2 separate regions of the Pan troglodytes genome follow, and region 2 is linked to region 1. A link is a contact called in public Hi-C data. All regions are on one chromosome and are shown on one strand. The core of a region is the stretch at or near the end of the contact, and the rest is flanking DNA. Distances in the headings are between cores, read along the strand shown.

Region 1 (7,761 bases), core at 2,249-4,748:
GGCAGGACACCAGCAGGTCCCACAAAACATCAAGCTGCCTCATTAAGGACAGGGGCTGTCCAGCGGGAGGGGGTGTGAGAATGGGCAAAGGTGTGGTGTCCTCTGTCAGACCACAGGTGGGTGCTGTGGTGGGAGGGGAGTGTGAGGGCAGCAGGGGTGGCGGGAAGGGATACAGGTCTGCAGGGACAATGCGAGGCCTCTTTCCATCTCATCCAACTCCCACAGACCGACAAAAATCATCCCTGGGATGTTTACAAAACTTGGGGAAAAAAAAAAAAAAAAGAAGGAGGAGAAGGAACAGAGTGGGAAATAAAGGCCTGAAAAGGCCTCTGTGGAATCCCTGCTGTTTACAAAGCTTCACCGACACAGATTCTAGCACCTCTGTTGCTAAAGGCTCTTTGCACTGAGAACTCTTTCTGAGATGAGCTTGCCTTTGCCAAGAATAATTTTGCCAGCTCTGAGTTGCTATCCACCAGGAGGTGGGGAGATGGAAATTTCCAGAAGCCCCCTATCCAATGGGGCCTTTCACAGCTTACTCAATGGACTCTGGAAAATAGCAAACCACCATCTCATCTGTTTAGAAAATACTGCAGGGGTTTCTTTAAAAGAGTTTAAAACATATTCTAGAATCCACTGTAAAACATTACCAAAGGTGTTTCTTAATTGCTGCTAATTTTACACAGCAATGACTGTATCTCTAAATGGGCCTTTCAATCTTCATCTATGTAGATATACACGTTTACATTCTTTAAATCACAGTATTATTAAATTTCATTTAGCAACATCCCGTAAACCTGTTCTCCTGGTTTGATAGTCCTCTTGTTAATTCTAATAATAGCATGCCATTTCATTGCATTCATATACTACAGATTTCTTAACCAGATAGTACAAAATAATTTTCTACCATTATAAACAATGCTGCAATGAACATCTTTGTGTATATGCTCTTTTCACATATGAGCTGCTTAAATTAATTTTCAGTCATTTGCTAAGCTTATGTTTATTGGGTACCTACTATGTATGTTAGGACCTAGGGGTAAGTGAACAGAACAGATGCAGTCTCTGCCCCACAGTCTAAATGTTCTATATTTTAATAATTTTTGGATCTTCCTGTGTGAGGCTCAAATATATTTTTTAAAATCCTCTGAGTTTAAAATGGTAGCATTTGCAGCTGAGAAAGTATACACTGAGGGCTGCCAGCTTCAGGAGGAGATGGAACACAGAGTTTCCCGATATTGTTGGAGGTGGGGCTAGTGAACCACACCCCTCTCTTGCCTACTCATGGAGCCTGCCAGGGTCCCAGGGATGGACAGCAAAGTGGCAGCTCATTTTTACAAGAGGTAGGCTGGGGATGAGGCCGGGCGTGGTGGCTCATGCCTGTAATCCCAGCACTTTGGGAGGCCAAGGCGGACGGATCATGAGGTCAGGAGATCGAGACCATCCTGGCTAACACGGTGAAACCTCATTTCTACTAAAAACACAAAAAAATTAGCCGGGCATGGTGGCGGGCGCCTGTAGTCCCAGCTACTCGGGAGGCTGAGGCAGGAGAATGGCGTGAACCCGGGAGGTAGAGCTTGCAGTGAGCCGAGACAGCGCCACTGCACTCCAGCCTGGGCGACAGAGTGAGACCCTGTCTCAAAAACAAAAAAAAAGAGGTAGGCTGGGGAACGGGAAGCTGGGGACAATGTGCAAGGCTGCCAAGACTGCAGTGCACAAACGAACTTGCCCATCCATCACAGAGGCTGCTGGAGGACCTCTGCAGACCTCCATCCACCCCCAACCCCAGGGCCTGGCCCTCTTCACCCTTGGTAGGGGCTGGCTCCTACAGGGGAGGGATGAGCTGAGCACGCTCACTCTTTCTCCTGAGCTCCCTAAATCGGGTAACTCTCTCCTCTCCTGACAGAGGCCGGGATGCTGCTCTCCTCTGGGGGCCCTTCTGCATGGACACATAGATGGAGACCTAAAGCTCATGGGCAAGGTTGGCCAGTCTCTGCGGCTTACAGCTCCCTTCCCCCACCTGACACGCACTCCTAACACTCACCTCCTCTCAAAGCCCAGCCTGGCCCTGCTGGGCTTCCAGGGCCTTGTCAGAGGTCCTTCCGGCCCAGGGAAGTCTTGGTACTGCCCGTGCAGCACCCAGGGGCTGGGAGACGGCTGGAAGTGGCTGGACGGGGAAGGGCAGGATTCTCTCCTCAGCCAGCATCTGCTTCCACCCTGGCGCTGCTGGGACTGCCATTCAGGAAGGTGGTGGATTCCGGGGCAGATGATCAGGAGGCAAATCCCGCTCCCCCAGCTGCAAGCTGATTTTCTGTCACATCATGGTGGCTTCAGCATGGCTGAATTAACTGATTCAATCCTTCCTCTGTGCCAGGCATGGCGCTGGCCTTTTGACATCTTTGCTCTATTGGATCCTCTGAGCAGCTCTAGGGTCCAGGAGCATTCGTTGTTTCTCCTTCACACGTGAGGGTAGATGACTTCTCCAGGATCACTATGCTAATGGGCAGTGACTGAGTTCAACCCAAAATGTGTCTGACTCCAGAGTTGTAGTTCCCAGCCTTTCTGCTTTGTCGTGTATACAGCACCTGGTAAGCCTTCCCCACCCCCTTCCCTAGTCTCTTTTGCCTTCTTTCCTGAAAATGCATGAATTGCTTTCAAAACCACTTCTTGCATTAGCAAAGAGGAAATAAAGAGGTTCTCAAGATGTCTCTGAGACAAGGGGTCCCCAGCCTCTGGGCTGTGGACCGGTACTCATCCGGTCTGTGGCCTGTTAGGAACTGGGCCCCACAGCAGGAAGTGGGGCGAGTCACTGCGGGCAAGTGAGCGAAGCTTCATCTGTATTTACAGCCGCCCGTTATCCCTGGCATCATCGTCTGAGCCCCGCCTCCTGTCAGATCAGTGGTGGCATTAGATTCTCATGGGACCATGAACCTTATCGTGAACTGGGCATGCGAGGGGTCTAAGTTGTGTACTGCTTATGAGAATCCAACTAATGTCTGATGATCTGAGGTGGAACAGTTTCATCCCAAAACCATCCTGACCCCCCTCACCCCCCGACCGTGGAAAAAATCGTCCTCCATGAAACCGGTCCCTGATGCCAAAAATGTTGAGGGCTGCTGTCTTAGACCACACAAGACGTTCATAGTCATCATCAGGAAAAAAAGTAGCATCCCTCAACGGCCAGACCTTCCATCTGCTGCTGGTTCACACGTAAGAATCACCAACACTAACATAGCACGTTAGAGGCCAGCCCCTGTCCTCGATACCTTACTCACCCAGAGTTAACTTACTTACTAATTAACTTTCCTTACTTCCCTGAGTTAACTTATTTTGTCCTGACAACCACACAAGGGAGGTGCTGCTATTGCCACCCCCATTTTCCAGCTGAGGATGCTGAGGCACAGAGAGGTTAAACAATATGCCTGAGGTTACACAGTAAGTGATTCATCCAGGATGTGAACCCAGGCTAGCTGGTGTTAGAAGCTGCCGGTGTAGCCACATTCCTCTAATTCCTTGAGACAAAGGAAAACAAAGAAGCCCATCCGTTTAGGGAACCAGGATGCTGTCGTGGTTGGCAGTGGTGGTATTTCCGTCAGTCCTTTTGGCATAAATACCTCTAGATTATTTCACAAAACAGCCCCTGGCAAGCGTCCCTTATTTCCTAAAAAGGGGTGGCAAGGTGGCAGGTGGGGCTGGCTTACTGAAGCCTTATTCTCCTTCTTAACCAGTAGACTCGCCTTATTCTCAAACCCAAGTTCTTAACCCTTCTTAGCCCCTTTATTGACTCTCCCTGATTCTCAAGTGTCTCCCTGCATAAAACATGCCATTTCCATAATGTGGCCTTTCTTACTTCTGGAGACGTCTCTTCCTCGCAAATATTGACAGAGCCTTTCCCTGCCGCTGAAGTAACACTCACCCCCACCCAGGCGGCATTCTCTGCTCCCCTGTATACCTTGAAGTGTATCTACAGGGTTGTTCACTGATTTTATTTGCAGGAAGAACTGACAGGCCCCTCGAACTTGCAGCAAACAATGAACAGAACGAGGATTGAAAGAGGTGAGATTTTTAAAGTAAATGCTTTAAAAAGCAAAATATGTGGTGGCTCATGCCTGTAATCCCAGCACTTTGGGAGGCTGAGGCAGGAGGATCACCTGAGCCCAGTAGTTCAAGACCAGCCTGGGCAATGTGGTGAAACCCTCTCTCTACAAAAAAATACAAAAATTAGCCGGTGTGGTGGTGTGTGCCTGCAGCCCCAGCTACTTAGGAGGCCGAGGTGGGAGGATCACTTGAGCTGAGGAGGTTGAGTCTGCAGTGAGCCTAGATTGCACCACTGCATTTGAGCCTGGATGTCAGAGTGAGATCCTGTCTCAATAAATAAATAAACAAATAAATAAATAAAGGAAATACTTAGACTGCTTAATGACGATTTACTTCAAATCCAAACCTTCCAAATAGGAAAAAAAAAAAAAAAAAAGAAAAGAAAAAGAAAAAAGAAAAAGCAGGCTGCTTTAGGACGATTCACTTTGCTTTCCCTTTTGGCAGCTCTGATATTCTGCATGATGGCTAAATGATAATGAGCCCTTATGACAACTGCTGGGGAGAGACGGACCTTGGATGGGGTGTGGGGCGCAGACATGAAACACACATCCATTTCGCCTACCTCCCTTCACTGTCTAGTGGAGTCTCTGCTTTATATGCTGAGATAGACACTCTTCATGTGCTCTATAGATTAGAAAAGCTAAAACTCGGCCAGGCGCAGTGGCTCACGCCTGTAATCCCAGCACTTTGGGAGGCCAAGGCAGGCGGATCACGAGGTCAGGAGATCGAGACCATCCTGGCTAATATGGTGAAACCCCGTCTCTACTAAAAACACAAAAAATTAGCTGGGTGAGGTGGCACACGCCTGTAGTCCCAGCTATTCGGGAGGCTGAGGCAGAGGAATGGCATGAACCCAGGAGGTGGAGCTTGCAGTGAGCTGAGATCGTGCCACTGCACTCCAGCCTGGGCAACAGAGTGAGACTCTGTCTCAAAAAAAGAAAAGAAAAGAAAAGAAAAGCTAAAACTCACTTTCTCAGCTTCCCTTGCAGCTAGGGATGGCCCAGGACAGAGATCTGGCCAATGAGTTAAAAGCAAAAGTGTGTCAGGCAACACCAGGATGGCTGTGGAAAGGGTAGAGAGGCAGTCCTATCTTTCACCCCCTCTTCTTACTGCCTTACTAAATACAGACTTGATGGCTGGAACTACAGCAGCCATTTTGTGACCATGAGGGAAAGAATGAGAAAATTGCAAAGAAGCAGATCCAAAACCTCTGACGTTACTGAGTTGCTTCTCCAATGTCCACAACCAACTGGCTGCGACTCCTTATGTCAGAAAAATGACCATATATTTATTTAAGCCCCTGTTAGTGGGTGTTTGTTACTTAAAGCCAGGAACACACCTACTTAGGTGTTATTATCTCCATTATTCAGATGAAGAAAGTGAGGCCCAAGCCAATGAGTGTCTTGTTGAAGGTCCCATTGTTAACCAACAAAACGTAACTGAAGTTTTTCCATGCTTTGTCCTGGCCTCTCCCCATTATTTCTCAGCTGCCTCCACCAGCCCAGCAGAAATTCCATGCAGCAGAAGAATCTATTGACCATGAATGACTGGTACTTCATTCAAGCAGTTAAGGAGTTTCCCTGGGTCAGTGGTCCAAGTGTCTGTGTGCAGTCATAAGGCTCCCTCAATGTTCATATGTTACTCAGTTGGGCCTTTGTCATTGAAAGCGAAGAGGACATTGTCTTAGCTGTCAGAAGCTTTGGGACTGTTCTTTAAGTCTGGCTTAAGTAATACTCAGTGACCTTTCCCTTCTCAGCTTAGAGGTATGGTTGAGATCAGTCATTGGCACCCCCAGGTCCTGACCACCATCTTACTATACAGTGGCAGGGAAAAGGACAACTGGACATTTACTGTGTCCAAAAGGGATGTAATGACCTTGCCCTCCTTCTGCCTGTGTAAATGCTTGTGTGGACTAATCCCTTACAGGCCGACCCAGCAAGACTTCTCCATTAACTCCCTTCTGCATGCTGGGCAGGGTGGTTTCCTGGATTCTTATCCCCAGTTCCCCAGTTCCCAACCTCCAGCCCTGGGCTATGGTGATTTTCCTGTTAAAATATTCTTAAGTCCTCTGTATCGTATGTTGCCTCACTCATCACAATTGTAATGAAATCATGATTTATGCACCATTGTTTGTTTAAGGTTTGTTTCTCCTATTAGGCTGGAAGCCCAGGTGGGGCTTGGAAGTAGAACACCTTTAGTGATGGTCTTTGGATAAATAAATGCAGGGATAACTGGGTGGTTTCAGTGGCTCTTTCTTCTTCCTGCGAATCCCCCAATCTCCGCATCTCACTCCAGAAGCTGGCATGTTCTCTTGGCATCTGGCATTTTTTCCTCCTTTTCTGACTTAGCTTTTGTTTTGGACCTTGAGATATGCATAGAGGTAAATAATAATAATAACAATTAGCATTTTCAAGTACTTAGTATGGCCAAGCACTGTGCTAAGTGCTTTGTAAGTATGATCTCATCTAATCTACATATCCACTCTCTAAAGCAGATGCTACTGTTATTTTCATTTTATGGAGGATTCGGGGCACAGTGAAGCTCAGTCTTTTTTTTCAAGGTCACACAGCTAGTAAGTGGCAGATCCAGGATTCAACCTGGACTCCGGGCTGCATGCTCCCCTAAATGCTCTCACTGTCCAACAGACGTGGCCCTGATCATTTTGGATCGTCCAGCCAGGTTGAGGAGAAAGTTGTTACTCAAATAATCCCACTGTATTAGGCAGGGTTCCCCAGAGAAACAGGAGATAGATGATAGATAGATGACAGGTAAATATATAGATGATGATAGATAGATAGATAGATAGGCAGATAGATGATAGATAGATAGATGATAGATAGGAGATTTACTATGGGAATTGGCTCAGATGGTTATGGAAGCTGAGACATCCCACCATCTTCCACCTGCCAGCTGGAGAGCCAGGAAAGCTGGTGGTGTAATTCAGGCCAAGTCTGAGAGCTTCAGAACCAGGGAAGCCCATGGCAAGTGGGCAGGGGAGGTCACTGGTGTAAGTCCAGAGCCTGAAGGTCTAAGAATCAGGAGCTCCAATGTCCAAGGTAGGACAAGATGATGGATATCCCAGGCCCCAAAGAGAGAGCAAATTCACCCTTCCTCCACCTTTTTCTTCTATTCAGGCCCTCAACAGATGGGATGGTGCCTCCTGCAGTGGTGAGGGTGGATCTTCTTCACCCAGACTAATTCAAATGCTAATGTCTTGGTAAAGGAATTTAAGAGATGAAAAAAGAAAAAATGCTAATCTCCTCCAGAAACACCCTCACAGACACACCCAGGCATCATGTTTTATCAGCTACCTCGGCATCCCTGAGCCCAGTCAGGCTGACACCTAAAATTAACCATCACACCCACCATGATCAGCACTGTGAAGAAAAATTCTGAGGGACCCTGGCTTTGATCACCAAATCCTCTGTGACATGGGGACAGCCTGCTGAGCACCAGGGTTACTCCTTCGGTGCCCTCCTGGGGTGAAGCCACAGTGGATGCAGGGAATAGCTCTTCATGACTATGTCCCTGGCTTAGGTTCACAATCCCTGGAACGCATGCCTGTAGGGCTGGAAGATGCTGCAATGCTCCGCCTGGCCTCCCTTCCCGGACGCTGCTTTCGCCCAAGCCCTCATGCACTTGGATTCTCTGCAGGCCCTGCCCACT
Region 2 (7,154 bases), core at 3,789-6,288, 700 kb before region 1:
GGGTTGAGGTGGGCCTTCCTACCCTTTCTGCCTTCTCTCCTTTACCTGCACATTTTCCTAATATTCCTCAGTGTCAAGTCATTGGAATAAGCTGGAAGCCTACACTTGGTTTAAATGTGATGAAAAATATTAATTGTATTTAAACTTTGATGACATGGATTGATTTCTTTTTGGCTCTTATAAATAACACACTATTATTTAGTAGACATATTTGCACTTAGACTTGTACTTTTTCTCAATTTACACTGTTTCCACATGCAGAATCATTGGATCAAAGCACATGAATATTTTCAAGGATCTTGATAGCAATGCCAGTCAATTTCTTAGTATTTCTGAAGAGTTAGTGATTGATGGATTGATTCAGGTCTTGATTTGTAGCTCAAAAGTAAAAAATATTTACATTATTACATGGCTGACCTACCATCATACTCCCTCTGTATTAGCTTGAATTAATAATCAGCTCTGTCCTTCACATTAGCTTCACATTCTGTCCTTCACAGAGTATCCTGTTTTATCTTCTGTTCTTATTCCGCCTAATACAGGGTCAAATACGATGTAGGAATTGGACCCAGGTGGGCAAATTACTTGATCTTGAAGTAGAAAACTGATCCCTGGGAGTCAATGAGTGGTAGTAACGATAGACTCTAATGCCTTTTTGAATTCACTGCAAGTCATTACTGTACATTAACAAGAAAGACAAGATATGAAGATGTATTATATAAAATAGCAGTACCATTAGGCACTGCTTTTTATGAGCCCTGACATCTCCCAGTTCTACTGTTAATTTCTCATGGTAGCTTCATTCATTGTCTACTTTTCCATTATAACTATCTTATACTTTAATATCACTAATTCATCACTTTATGATACAGTTAACCAACATTTTAAATTGAAATTCTTCTTTTCACAGGACTCTAATTATGGGAGATAAGAAAGCTGGGTTTTCTGTTTTCTGGGCTGATGATGGCTTGGATACAGGACCCATCCTTCTTCAGAGATCATGTGATGTTGAACCCAATGATACAGTGGATGCACTTTATAATCGGTTTCTTTTTCCTGAAGGAATCAAGGCCATGGTTAGTATATTTTGCCACCCAGAATTTAGTAAACCTTTAAAGTTTTGAAAATATTTTTTCTTTTATGAAGAAATTATCCATATGAATTTTCACCAAAAATATAAAGTTTAAAAACAAAATTAGATTTTTTTTTAACTAATGGGATGGTATATTTAGGATGGAAATCTGAATTTTTCAATTTCTTAGTCTATGAAACTGACTTATTTTTCTGAGAGCAGTGATCCAATGGATGCAGTAGCATTTAAACTGCTCCATTCTTTTGCCAAATACTTGAATCTTCAACCCTGCCTGTAATGATTAATTGTAAAGAAGTAGATTGAATCTTAAGAAATTTTGCTACGTAATTTGTTATGGAAATTTAAAAGTACTTTAAATTAGCCTCTGTAACAGGGTGAAATTTGGTGTTGCTGTATTTATCCAGAGGTACTCTGGGGTAAAAAAAAAAAAATCCCAAAACATGTATACCATCAAATAAAAATATTGCAATATTAGCCTACACAAATAGTGAAAGCTCCAGCTGATAATTTTGATGTCATTTAATTTTTTTTCAGAGCTAGTATGAAAGAAGTAGCAAGATTATATACAGTAGTAGCCATTGATTTAGGAGACAGGAAAGCAGTGCTTTGCTTGTATCATTCAATGATTAAGAGAGTAGGGCTTCAATGTCAGAAAGACCTAAGCTCAAGTTTCCATTCTACCTCTTCTTTGTTGCATGACCACAGGCAAGTCGCTTAGCCTCTGTAGCTTTGGTTTCTTCATCTATACAGCATGGATAATACCACCTGACTTGTAGGGTGGTTGTGGAAATTAAGTGACACTATTTGTGCAAAGCATCTGGCCCATGGTAGGTGCTCATAAAATGATCATTACAGTCAACATAGCATTTTGTGTGTTCAGTGATATTTGCTGAAGCCCAGATTCTAGACCTAGTTATAGCCTAGGTGGAGGTGGGTGGAATGAGCTGTAAACTTGGCTCTGTTCCCCTGTGGCTCCCTCCGTGTGCTCTTGGGTGGGTTGGTCAGCAGCTGTGAGTCCTTAGAGAGAAATCTGAGAACTTGAACTCACGTGGGCCTCGCAGTGAAAATGGGAGGCTCTCGACTCAAGGCAAACATAAATATGACAGAGAAGAAAATGCAGGACACCTCCCAAAGGCAATCAAGCTCATGGATAGATTTTAACTTTTTTTATTCCAGGTCTCCTAAACTAGAAAGCAAGTTGAATTCATTAAATACAATAAGGTATCATTTTTTAGAATCATCATGATGAGTAAAATAACTCACAAAGACTTATTTTATCATTATATTCCTATCATTTCCAGTGAATCACTAAGGGAGGTGGCAGTTTCTTTAAACAAGGGAGTCATTTTTGAGAGTGCAGACTTCGATTGGCAATAGATAGACCTGGATACAAATCCTGTTTCTGACACCTACAAGCTCTCTCTGTGATCTTCAGCCAATTGCTTAGCTCTTTTTCCTTTTCTTTTCTTTCTTTCTTTTTTTTTTTGAGACAGAGTCTTGCTCTGTCGCCCAGGCTGGAGTGCAGTGGTGTGATCTCGGCTCACTGCAAGCTCTGCCTCCCGGGTTCACGCCATTCTCCTGCCTCAGCCTCCTGAGTAGCTGGGACTACAGGCGCCCGCCACCACGCCTGGCTAATTTTTTGTATTTTTAGTAGAGACGGGGTTTCACCGTGGCCTCGATCTCCTGACTTCGTGATCCGCCTGCCTTGGCCTCCCAAAGTGCTGGGATTACAGGCGTGAGCCACCGCGCCTGGCCTTGCTTAGCTCTTTTTCTGTCAGTTTCCTCAGGTGTAAAACAGGAATAACAATATACACCTTGCAGGATTTGTGTTATGTTTTCAAGGGATATTTTACATAAAGTAGCTACCACACTGCTTGTCAGGATGGACCTGAAGAAATGGTAGTTATCATCATACTCTTGACTCTCTGAACAGGTTTATAGGTAGTAATTCCGTTATGCAGAAACTTTAGTCAAATAGACCATGCCACTGTTGATCGTTGGGCTGTAACACAGGTGATGTCTTTGGCCTTAGGTAGAAGCTGTCCAACTCATAGCTGATGGAAAAGCTCCTCGTATACCCCAGCCAGAAGAAGGGGCAACATATGAAGGTATCCAGAAAAAGGAAAATGCTGAGGTATTTATATATCAACTCAATAACATGTCTCAGAGTTCATGGCCCTCTACCCTTCAGCAGTTCCCCACATACTATGATCTTGCCAAAAGGTAAGCCAGCTTGCCCTAGCCCTACCTGTTAGAGTAGACAGGTAGCCAGACATACGCAGGAGAGGGGAGTCCCCTAAAGAAAATAAAGTCTGGGAAGACTCGTGTCTGGAAGACCACTCAAAATTTGCATATTAATAGTATCTCTAATGCTGGAGTGGGTGGGCACTTAGTCAAATGTGCATAGAAAGGAGAGGAGATACTATGCAAACGAACAAACAAGCAAATAAAAAATGCCCAGAAACGCCTCTTCAGTCTGCCCAACAATCCTTCGCTCTGCAGTTAAAATGTCAAAATATCACTAGCTACATGCTAATGAAAAGGGCAAAGGGGATATTCCTTAAAAAATCTGGCATGCTAGGCGCGCTGGGCACGGTGGCTCACGCCTGTAATCCCAGCACTTTGGGAGGCTGAGGCAGGAGGATCACTTGAGACCAGGCATTCAAGACCAGCCTGGCCAACACAGTGAGACCCCTGTCACAAAAAACAAAAAACAAAAACCTGAAGCCATAAGTTCAGCTTAGGGCAGAGAAGGAAATTCCAAAAAAACACACAGATGCAGTAGGTATAGATTTGGCCACTATACAACCTTCCTGCAGTGACAATAGTAAACAACACAGGCATCAGGTAATATTCATATCCAACACCAATCCACACATACACACCAACTAATAATATGGAGGGTCCCATAAACCTGAGACAAAATCTAGGTGCAGACAAAGCAGAGAGCTAAGACAGACACAAACAAACTAGACAAAAAAAAAAAAAAAAAGAGGCAGAGACTTCACAGAGGTGGGAACTTCAAAAAAAAGTTCAACCTAATAAAAACCCAACATAAAACTCTCCAACAGCTACTGGCCTCCTCCCCTCAACAGCCCGCTCTACTTCATCTTTACAAAGCATACTGTCCCTTTAAATAACCCTCTGCTTTTTATTTTCCTTTAATAAAGTCTCTTGTTTACTAAATCAGCCACCTGACAAAATACTTACTCCAAATAAAACTAAGAAGCAAAAATTCCTTTATTTCCCAATAACATACGCGTTTCTGCCTCTGATGACGAAAAGCGTTTTTATTGCCTTTGAGGTTCACAGCCATAGGAGGCTCAGCCTGTGTTTTGTGCCTTCCTAGATTTCTTGGGACCAGTCTGCTGAAGTTTTACATAACTGGATTCGAGGTCATGATAAAGTCCCTGGAGCTTGGACAGAGATAAATGGACAGGTATGTTTTAGGGACCACTCCCCCCACCCCCCTCCCCGATTATTACCTTTGTAAGAGATATTACAGATAAATCTGGGCTTCCCATGGTTCTTCCTTGGTCATGAGGCAGGTCTGTGATTCACTCTCCCCTTTACTCAGCATGTATTAAGCATTTATTGTGCAGCAGACACTAAATCCAGCGCCTGATCTAAGGAGCCTGCAGTTTCATGGGGAGTGCAGAGAAGTGAATAAACATTCTCAGTGCAGTAAGATAAACGCTATCATGGAGGCTGAGACTCAGGCATGTTAGGAAAGGCTTCCTAGAAAAGCTCACTGCTTTGCTCGAGAAGAGTTAACCAGGTTGAGAGCAAGACAAGTAGGTGAAGCCCCAGAGATAAGAGACTCCAGCACCTGGTCAAGGACTTGCAAAAGGAGTTCAGTGAAGCCAGGGTCTGGACTGTGAGGACAGGCATGGGGAGAGCTGAAGCGGGAGAGGCGGCCAGGGCCTGAAGGGTCTTCTATCCATGGGTAATTGACTCAGCCCAGGCTCTCAGGTTTCACCTCTTCGGGGAGGTTTCCTGATCTCACATGCCCAGACTGGCAGGGTCTGATGGCCCATCTCTGGGTTCCAGCAACACTCTGCCTACCTCTGGCATCGCACATCATATATTGTGAGGGTCTCTTTATTCCCCCCAACACTAGACTGTGAACTCCTTAGGGGCAAGGGCTTCCTGTGATTGTCCTGATAATCTCAGCAGTTAAGCAGGAGTCTGGGTACGTACTAAGTGCCAATAAAAATCCATGGGCTCGATGGGTGACCAAGGGAGGGAGTTTAGTGTAATGGTTAAGAGTGCAGGATCTGAAGCCAGAATGCTTCTATGAAAAGTTACTGTGTAACCTCGGGCAGGTTTCTTAACCATTGGGTGCCTTGGTTTCCTCATTGTAAAATGGGACTAATAATACTGCCTCCCTTAGGTTATGGGTAATTGTGAAGATTAAATGAGTTGGCCAGCCATGGTGGCTCACACCTGTAATCCCAGCACTTTGGGAGGCCGAGGTGGGAGGATTACTCGGGTCAGGAGTTTGAGATCAGCCTGGCCAACATGGCAAAACCCTGTCTCTACTAAAAATACAAAAAAAAAAAAAAAAAAGCTCAGTGTGGTGGCATGTGCCTGTAATCCCAGCTACTTGGGAGGCTAAGGCAGGAGAATCACTTGAACCCGGGAGGCAGAGGTTGCAGCGAGATTGCACCAGCCTGGGTGACAGAGCAAGACTCTGTCTCAAAAAAAAAAAAAAAAAGAATTAATACATGTTAACTCATTTAAGTACTTAGCCCTGGGCCTAGAGTAAGTATTCAACAAACCATTATAGCATAATCATAATAGTGCTCCATAAATGATAACTGATCATCCTAGAATTGCAATAATAATGCAGTCAGCGTCAGTGTCTCTTGGTTACTGTCTGGATCCAATCCTTTTTCCATGAACGGACACACAAAGCACCCTATGCTTCTCATCACTTATCACCCTGCACTGTAATAGTCTGGTGACCACTGTGCATTGCCCATCATTGACGCCCACCCCCAACACCTCCCCACCCACCCAAACCCTACCTTCAGGCTATAAAGGCTGAGAGCTTTTTATCTCATTCACCTTTGTATCAATGCGAATATGTGATAAATGCATACTCATGTCACCTGGATGTGGGGCATTTTGGACTCTCCAGTGACATATTCACAGACTATTTCTTGCCTTGTGTCATTTCTTTCTTTTTTTTTTTTTTTCTTTGAGACAGAGTCTGGCTCTGTCGCCCAGGCTGGAGTGCAATGGCACAATCTCGGCTCACTGCAAGCTCTGCCTCCCGGGTTCACGCCATTCTCCTGCCTCAGCCTCCCGAGTAGCTGGGACTACAGGTGCCCGCCACTACGCCCAGCTAATTTTTTGTATTTTTAGTAGAGACGGGGTTTCACCGTGTTAGCCAAGATGGTCTCGATCTCCTGACCTCATGATCTGCCTGCCTCTGCCTCCCAAAGTGCTGGGATTACAAGCGTGAGCCACTGCGCCCGGCCGCCTTGTGTCATTTCTATGGATGTTTGAGACAGTTTCTCCCATTGTGGTGTCTCAATTTTATTACAGATGATAATATGAACTTCAGCGTTTTTGCAGAGAATGATGCTTATACATACCGCTATGAACAGCTTTTCTCCTGATTTTACAATCTGTGTTTGATCTCTTTACTAGATGGTCACTTTCTATGGCTCGACATTACTGAATAGCTCTGTGCCTCCTGGAGAACCACTGGAAATTAAAGGTGCCAAGAAGCCTGGTCTCGTTACCAAAAATGGACTTGTTCTTTTTGGTAACGATGGAAAAGCAGTGAGTGTTCAATATGGCTGCCTATGAAATAACCTTTTGATTTTCTTCTATAACCCAAGCTATTAAGGGAATAGCTTTCACTCCATTGCTGGCTGGGGAGGAGCTGGCTCTGAGTGCCCTGATGGAGATGAGGTGTCTCAAGATGGGCCCCACAGATCTGCATAGGCTGCCTTGTGTAAAGTGGAAAGAGGCTGGAATTCAGTGGGGAGATAAGGATGTGAATCCCTGCTTCCCACTCGCTGGTCTTGGGCAGGATGATTCTTCCCTT

The links. Hi-C and Micro-C count contacts between places; a contact is called where the count stands out from the background.
Region 2: a contact with region 1 is called in a Hi-C map of induced pluripotent stem cells, with 2.2 times the contacts expected there. The contact joins two enhancer-like sites. A contact is called at or near these places in 2 of 7 Hi-C or Micro-C datasets (induced pluripotent stem cells and stem cell-derived neural progenitor cells).

The regions. Positions count from the first base shown.
Region 1 is chr10:111,176,733-111,184,493 of NHGRI_mPanTro3-v2.0_pri, reverse strand. No RefSeq gene overlaps it. Among named protein-coding and RNA genes, the nearest start is that of TXNRD1, 83 kb to the right of the region's middle. Within about 2 kb of position 3,498, at least 2 of the 24 cell types and tissues checked have an H3K27ac peak or open chromatin away from gene starts, as enhancers often do. A contact at or near this core is called in induced pluripotent stem cells, where this site is marked.
Region 2 is chr10:111,875,190-111,882,343 of NHGRI_mPanTro3-v2.0_pri, reverse strand. The region is part of intron 5 of NOPCHAP1 (NOP protein chaperone 1); the gene reads right to left. It overlaps ALDH1L2 (aldehyde dehydrogenase 1 family member L2), which reads left to right. Exons shown (of 23, transcript XM_001160213.8): 4 at 911-1,076; 5 at 3,126-3,227; 6 at 4,443-4,532; 7 at 6,752-6,886. Among named protein-coding and RNA genes, the nearest start is that of ALDH1L2, 18 kb to the left of the region's middle. Within about 2 kb of position 5,038, at least 1 of the 24 cell types and tissues checked has an H3K27ac peak or open chromatin away from gene starts, as enhancers often do. A contact at or near this core is called in induced pluripotent stem cells, where this site is marked.